2 separate regions of the Oryctolagus cuniculus genome follow, and region 1 is linked to region 2. A link is a contact called in public Micro-C data. All regions are on one chromosome and are shown on one strand. The core of a region is the stretch at or near the end of the contact, and the rest is flanking DNA. Distances in the headings are between cores, read along the strand shown.

Region 1 (3,342 bases), core at 675-3,174, 43 kb after region 2:
TGGAGCACCGGCATCCCATCTGGGTGCTGGTTCGAGATCCGGCTGCTCCACTTCCAATCCAGCTCTCTGCTATGGCCTGGGAAAGCAGTAGAAGATGGCCCAAGTCCTTGGGCCCCTGCACCCACGTGGGAGACCAGGAGGAGGTGCTTGGCTCCCGATCTGCCCAGCTCCGGCCGTTGCGGCCATTGGGGGAGTAAACCAACCAAAGGAAGACCTTTCTCTCTGTCTCTCTCACTGTCTGTAACTAACTCTAACTCTCAAATAAAATAAAATCTTTAAAAAAATTATTTAAGTTATACAAATTTCATATATACAGATTTAGGAACATGGTGATACTTCCCACCCTACCCTCCCTCCCACCAACACTCCAACCCTTCTTCCTCCCTCTCCCACTCCCACTCTTAATTTTTACAAACACCTATTTTCAGTTTATTTAATGATCATCTAGTTAACACTAAGTAAAAGAGTTCAACAAACAGTCTGAAGAAGAAAACCACTGTTCCTCAACAGCAGAGACGTGGGCTGTACACAGTCATCGAATCTCAACATGTCTGTTTCACTCAGCATTACCTCTTAGCTGCCTAGAAATACATTAACCACCATTCAGTTTCTTTCTTTTCTTTAAGATTTATTTATTTATTTTGAAAGGCAGAATTACAGAGAGATCGTTGACCTGCTGGTTCACTCCCCACATGACTGCAGTCGCCAGGGCTAGGGCAGGAGCCAGGCGCTTCATCTGGGTTTCCTACGTGGGCGGCAGGGGCCCAGACATTTGGGCCACCTTCTGCTGCTTTTCCCAGACCCTTAGCAGGGAGCTGGATTGGAGCAGCTGGGACACGAACCTAAAGCTTTACCCACTGCACCTCAACGCTGGCTCCTAACTACTCAGTTTCTCAGAGTTCTCATCTGTAAAACGAGAAGAAAAATAACACCAGTTGCACAGAGCTACTGTTGATGGCTGCATGTTGGTGGCACTGAGAATAGTGCCTGGTGGTGTGCACGTGGGCTTTTCCAGCTTCTGACGGAGCCCACGATCCTAGTCTTGGGTTTCCTATGAACCGAATCCTGCAGCTCTTTGGCTCCTGGAGAAGATGGATTTTTCCATTCGCCAGATTGGCTTCCCCAGCCACCCGAGCGCACGTCACCAGCATATCCTGGGCGCCGGTTTCTGAAAGCCCTTTCTGTCCGCTCCTGCCTTTGCTCCTAGCTGGAGCCTCTCTCCTCTAAATGAACACATTCTCCATCCTCTCCCCAGGGCCTCAAATTTCTCTAGCAAGTCTATCCCTGCACAAGCCCCTCCCCTCAAGTCCTCATGTCCCTGCTTCCCTTCCTGGAGCCGCCCAGGCAGAGGGCGCCATCAGAGTAGTCTGCTTGGGCGATGTATTTAAATATCGCCCGGACTGAGAATAGAGCACGCAGCCTCCCGCCCTCACAGAAACAACACAAGACACAAACAACCAGCAACCGAGGCCAGTCCGTGGCTCCGGGATGGCAGAGCAAGGTGCCCGGCACTCAGCAGGGGCGCCACGAATGCGTGTGGCGTGGGTGGGCTGGCTCAGCGCTCCGCGGCCGCGATCTCAGGAGGACAGCGCCACCTAGGCCACAGTCCTAGATCCGGTGGGCCGGTTGCCTCCCTTTTCTTCTTTTGTTTGCTTAACTCCGTCTGCGTGAGCTGTGGATTCCCAGCATAATGTACAATACTAAACAACAGGAAACAAAGCGAGGCAACCGGAGGGGCTACAGAGAGCTATGAAAAGAAGGGAGAAAAACCCGGAGGTGGTGATTTGCTAATGAGAAAAGAAATCCATTTTTAAAAGGGAGCAAGAAGTGGGAAAGCTGGGCTCCCCAGTCCAGCCCTGCCTTGGTCCCGCTGAGGATCATTGCCATCTGTGATTGTCATGGTCCCAGCAGGCAGCGTCCTCTCGCTGCGCTTGGCCCGTCACGTGGTGAGGCAGCCGGTGCAGACTTCCTGGCTTGCTCAGGCAGAAACGCGAGCTGGGGGGTGACTAGCTTCTGGCTTTCTCTCCCGACTCCTCCCAAGCAAAAGGCCCACATCCTTGTGTCAAAGTCTGGGGGAGGTAAAGGCTTGTAAGGCTCTGTGCTTCGGTACAAATCCCTCATTCAGCCAGGCTGAGGATCAAATTGAGTGTAACTTTTGCTCAGAATCAGTGAAGGAAAGGGAGGGAGATGAGAGAATTTGAGAGGAGAGAGGAGAGGAGTGGAGTGAATAAGATAAGGTCTGTTCTTTTTGGTAATGTTGAGAGTAAATTTTAAAGAGTTAATTATTAAAAAAAAACACAAGATCTTCCTCTTTTTTATTTTTTATTTATTTATCTGACAGGTAGAGTTACAGTGAGAGAGAGTCAGAGAGAATGGTCTTCCATCCAATGGTTCACCCCCCAAATGGCTGCAACTGCTGGAGCTATGCCGATCTGAAGCCAGGAGCCAGGTGCTTCTCCTGGTCTCCCATGGGGTGCAGGGCCCAAGTACCTGGGCCACCCTCCATTGCCTTCCCGGGCCACAGCAGAGAACTGGACTGGAAGAGGAGCAACCAGGACTAGAACCCAGCACCCACATGGGATGCCGGCGCCGCAGGTGGAGGATTAACCTAGTGGGACACAGTGCTGGCCCCTAAAGAATTAATTCTTAAGACTAACTTATAATTCTGAATTTGAGGGGAAATGTGTTTAAGCTATTTTAGGCATGTCACAAGATGAAGGCCAAAAGGTTGTTTGAATGGGTTAAAAAGTTGGTTTTTTTGAATTTTTATAATTTTGGTTATTTTCTTAAAAATTTTTATTTATGTATTTTCATTTTGTTTGAAAGACAGAGGGAGATAGAGAGAAGAGAGACAGACTGAGAGAGGTCTTCCATCCAGATTCACTCCCCACACGGCTGCAACAGCCCCCACTGGGCCTGGCCAAAGCCATGAGCTTAGAATTTATTGGAGGTGTCCGTGTGGGTGGCAGGGACCCAGTACTTAGCCATGATCTCCTGCCTCCCGGGGTGTGCATTAGCAGAAGCTGAATTGGAAGTGGTAGAGCAAGGCCTCACACCAGGCACTCCATATAGCCATATGGATGCAGGCATCCCAAGCAGTGTGCTAACCACTGTACCAAAATCCCATCACTGTGTATTTTAAAAATTATTATTAAATTTTATTTACTTATTTTTGCTTTGTATTTGAAAGACTGATAGACACACACACACACACACACACACTCACACAGAGGAAGAGAGAGTGTGCTTTGCAACAGCTGGGGCTAAGCCAGGCCAAATCCAGGAGCCAAGAACTCAATCTGGATCTCCCACATGGGTGGCAGGGACCCAAGTACTTGAGTC
Region 2 (3,199 bases), core at 511-3,010:
CAAGTCTGAAATGGAACTGATCTAGCCAAAGCCGGAAGTCTCCCAGCAACTATCCATGCCTTCCACGTGTGCGGTGCAACCCAACTGAGCCATCCTGGCTGCTTCCTAGGCTCCACTTCAGTCCAAAACTAAAGCCTGGAGAGGGAAATCGAACCCAGGAACTGCCATGTGGAGCGCCAGCTCCGATTTTAGAACCACAAAAACCTGGCCAATTTGAACTAAGTTACATTAGGTAAAGTATATGCTCATGCTAGACGAATAGAGCACAGTTAAAACAGAAACTGAAATTAAAAAATAAAAGCTTACGATGGCCCTGAAATTACCCTATAATTTCATAGGTATCTTTAATAAATTGTATCAACTGCCAATTAATGCATTAACATTCCATTCATCTCAAAAAAGGCGTACTTTAATTTCTAATGACTTCCTGCGCCCGCTAAAGAGAAATGTTAACAGTAACGTACGATAGACTAGGAAAAATATTAACAGCCTAAAGCATTAATTCATCTTCAAGGCTGATTAATTGTGCGCCAAATCGAAGAAAAATTAGACTCCACATAAAATTATCATAAACACACAAAAATCTCAAAATGGTTGTAGTGCTCAAACAAAACGCCAGGAAAGCCAACTCCAAAAATGGGAAAACACAGAGATCGAGATTTAAGTTCCTACTTAGCATTTACACCGAAATCCTTAAAACAAAGTATTTCGCCCACTCGACGACCCGATAATTGTTAACTCAGAGTACTACAACAAAAATGGGCTAGGCTAGGTTTTTAATCGGCAAACTTTTGAAAAAAATCTCGTTATTTCAAATGGGTGTTAGGAAGAACGGGCCGGAGAAGGGCCGACTGTTCAGCGAGCAGCTCGGTGCTGGCGCAGGAACCACACGGCCCGGCCTCAAAAGCAGCACGACGCCCCGAGCGGCGAGGCGGTTTGCGCCATTTTCGGCCCGGCCGCCGCCTCCCGCTTCCCTCCAATCCCGCGCTCTCTTCCGCGGCGGCCCAGCGAGGCGGCGGCCATTGCGGGCCAATGCGCCATTTCGTAACGCGGCAGCGGATCAATGTCAATGTGGCCGACGCCCGCCTGCTCACTTGCCCGGATGTGCCTGCTCGTCCCCACCCCTCCCCCCACCGCCTCCTCCCAACCGCTCCCGCCGAAGCCCGCCATGCCGCCCTCGGCCTCGCTCCGGAGGCCGCGCATCCAGCGGGCCGGTTCCCTTCCCAAAAGCCTCCCCCAGCCCCGCCGCCACTCCTAAGGGGTCTCCCTGTGCGGCCGAAAGCGAAGAGGGCGAAGGGCCCTGAAACGGCCTCTGGCGCCCGCTGCCTTCCCCTCCCCCCCCCACCGCTCGTCTCAACGCAGAGCGCGGGACGGCCGCCCTGGTCTACCCGGCCTCCCCGCTCCCACCGAGCCAGGTCCCCCACGCCGGCCACTACCCGTCAACCCCCCACTCTCCCCCTAATACCTCCTCCCCCCGGCGGCGGCGGCGACGGCCGGAGTCGGGCTGGGGGCGACCGGGCGGCGGTTTTACCTCCATTTTGAGACCGGACTCGCCTCTTCCAACTCGAGTTCAATATGGGACCGAGAGGAAGAGGCGGGGCCAGCCGTCACGTGATGCGCTATCCGCGCGCCGCCGGTTTGGCGGGAGGCGGGGCGAGCTGAAAAAGAGGGGCGTGGCCAAGCGGGCGCGAAGAGGGACCCAGCAAGCGGATTGGCCGCCGGAGAACGGAGGCGCGGGAGCGCGCGCGCTTTGCCAACCTCCAATGCAGCACCGCCCTTGCCGCCGTTCGCGCCCAAGCGGCTGTCGTGACGTCAGCGCGGGCTAGGCCAATGGCAAGCGCCCACGACGGGAGAACGCCTCGTGACCGCGCTCGCTGAAGAGAAAGGCCTTTCCCTTTCTTCTCGGGCCTCTCTCCCCCTCCCCCACGCATGCCTCTCGGTCTCGGTCTCCATTTCCGAATTCATTCCATTGCCCAGCGTGAAATAAAAGCACACTTTCTATCGTAATTTACAGTTGCAGGAAAGGCCTGTCGGGTCTCCGGTTTCCGAATGCCAGGGAGCAATGTTTGTGCCTGCGACAGCCATTTCCTAGAGCTGTACTGAACAGCCCTGCGACACAGACATGTATGAATCGTAGGCACTCTGGACAGGCCTCAAGACGCAGCTGAAATACTGAACGTGCGCCCTTAACGCCCTCAGGCAGGACTGGTGAGGTCAGCTCTTCAGTGGTCTCAAGAAACATGTCGGGGTTGTTTTCTAGTGCTCTCCCAGCTGGTGTAGACAGAGCTGAAGCCTTGCTCTAGGGAACAGAATTTAAGGAGCTGAGACTTCCAAAAAAGCACAGTCGCCACGTAGGCCGCATATTCCTGAGGAATTTTTACTTTAACATGATCACCTGTTTCTAATGGTAAAGTATAATGAGCAGGATGACCTAGCCAAGTATTTTTAAATGGTTTACTGAGCTTTAGTCTTACTTTTTCAGATGAACGTGGGCATGGGGTTAGATGATTTTCCAACCCCTGTAGCAGCTATAAATTAATGCTATGAGAATCCATATTGAGGCAAAGTTAGCTGATACAAAGATGACTACAATTAACAAGGCTTTTTTCCCAGGTAGGGGATTCCTTGTATTTTAACTTAGTAGCCTTTGTGACCAGCTTGTTTAGAATCGCTCTGGCTCTCACTTGGGAACTTAGAAATCTAATAATTTATATCCTAAATTGAAGAAAAGCTGATTAAACAGGTGGGAAGTGATGACGCTTGGCATTTACAAAAGGAGAATGCAAAAGAGTAACAATTTGTCGATGATAATTACCTAGTATTGCACAAAGAGGACTGGCATATTTGGAAAACGTGCACCCAGGGGACAAACACCGGTCCCTAGACCATAATGTAACTTGGATGAAATAACCTTCCAGACTAGCCACTCCGTTGCTGTGATGCCATTATCACAAGCAAACTTGCTTAGTCTATTTATGAACTGCTCTTGATAGCCAGAAAAATTTATAGCCTTAGTGCATACCAAGAATTTGTGTATACCCAGAATTTTTTAGTCGGATTACCATGAGATAGTCCTGATACCTTCAATTCTGAGTATGTAAAAAAAAAAACACCAAGATTAATTCAGATTTGTTATTTATTCTGAATATACATGACTTTTAGACATTAGCTGTTGTGTATGTTCTTGTCTAAGTTTACC

The links. Hi-C and Micro-C count contacts between places; a contact is called where the count stands out from the background.
Region 1: a contact with region 2 is called in a Micro-C map of ear pinna, with 3 times the contacts expected there. The contact joins the enhancer-like site here to the promoter of HNRNPA3 in region 2. A contact is called at or near these places in 6 of 6 Hi-C or Micro-C datasets (ear pinna, embryonic fibroblasts, liver and 3 more).

Annotation. Positions count from the first base shown.
Region 1 is chr3:63,961,922-63,965,263 of mOryCun1.1, forward strand. No RefSeq gene overlaps it. Among named protein-coding and RNA genes, the nearest start is that of HNRNPA3, 43 kb to the left of the region's middle. Within about 2 kb of position 1,925, at least 8 of the 8 cell types and tissues checked have an H3K27ac peak or open chromatin away from gene starts, as enhancers often do. A contact at or near this core is called in ear pinna, where this site is marked.
Region 2 is chr3:63,918,860-63,922,058 of mOryCun1.1, forward strand. It overlaps HNRNPA3 (heterogeneous nuclear ribonucleoprotein A3), which reads right to left and starts at 1,761. Exons shown (of 11, transcript XM_070070646.1): 1 at 1,532-1,761. The coding sequence starts at 1,537. LOC138848973 (a long non-coding RNA gene) reads left to right here and starts at 2,077. Exons shown (of 2, transcript XR_011387231.1): 1 at 2,077-2,213.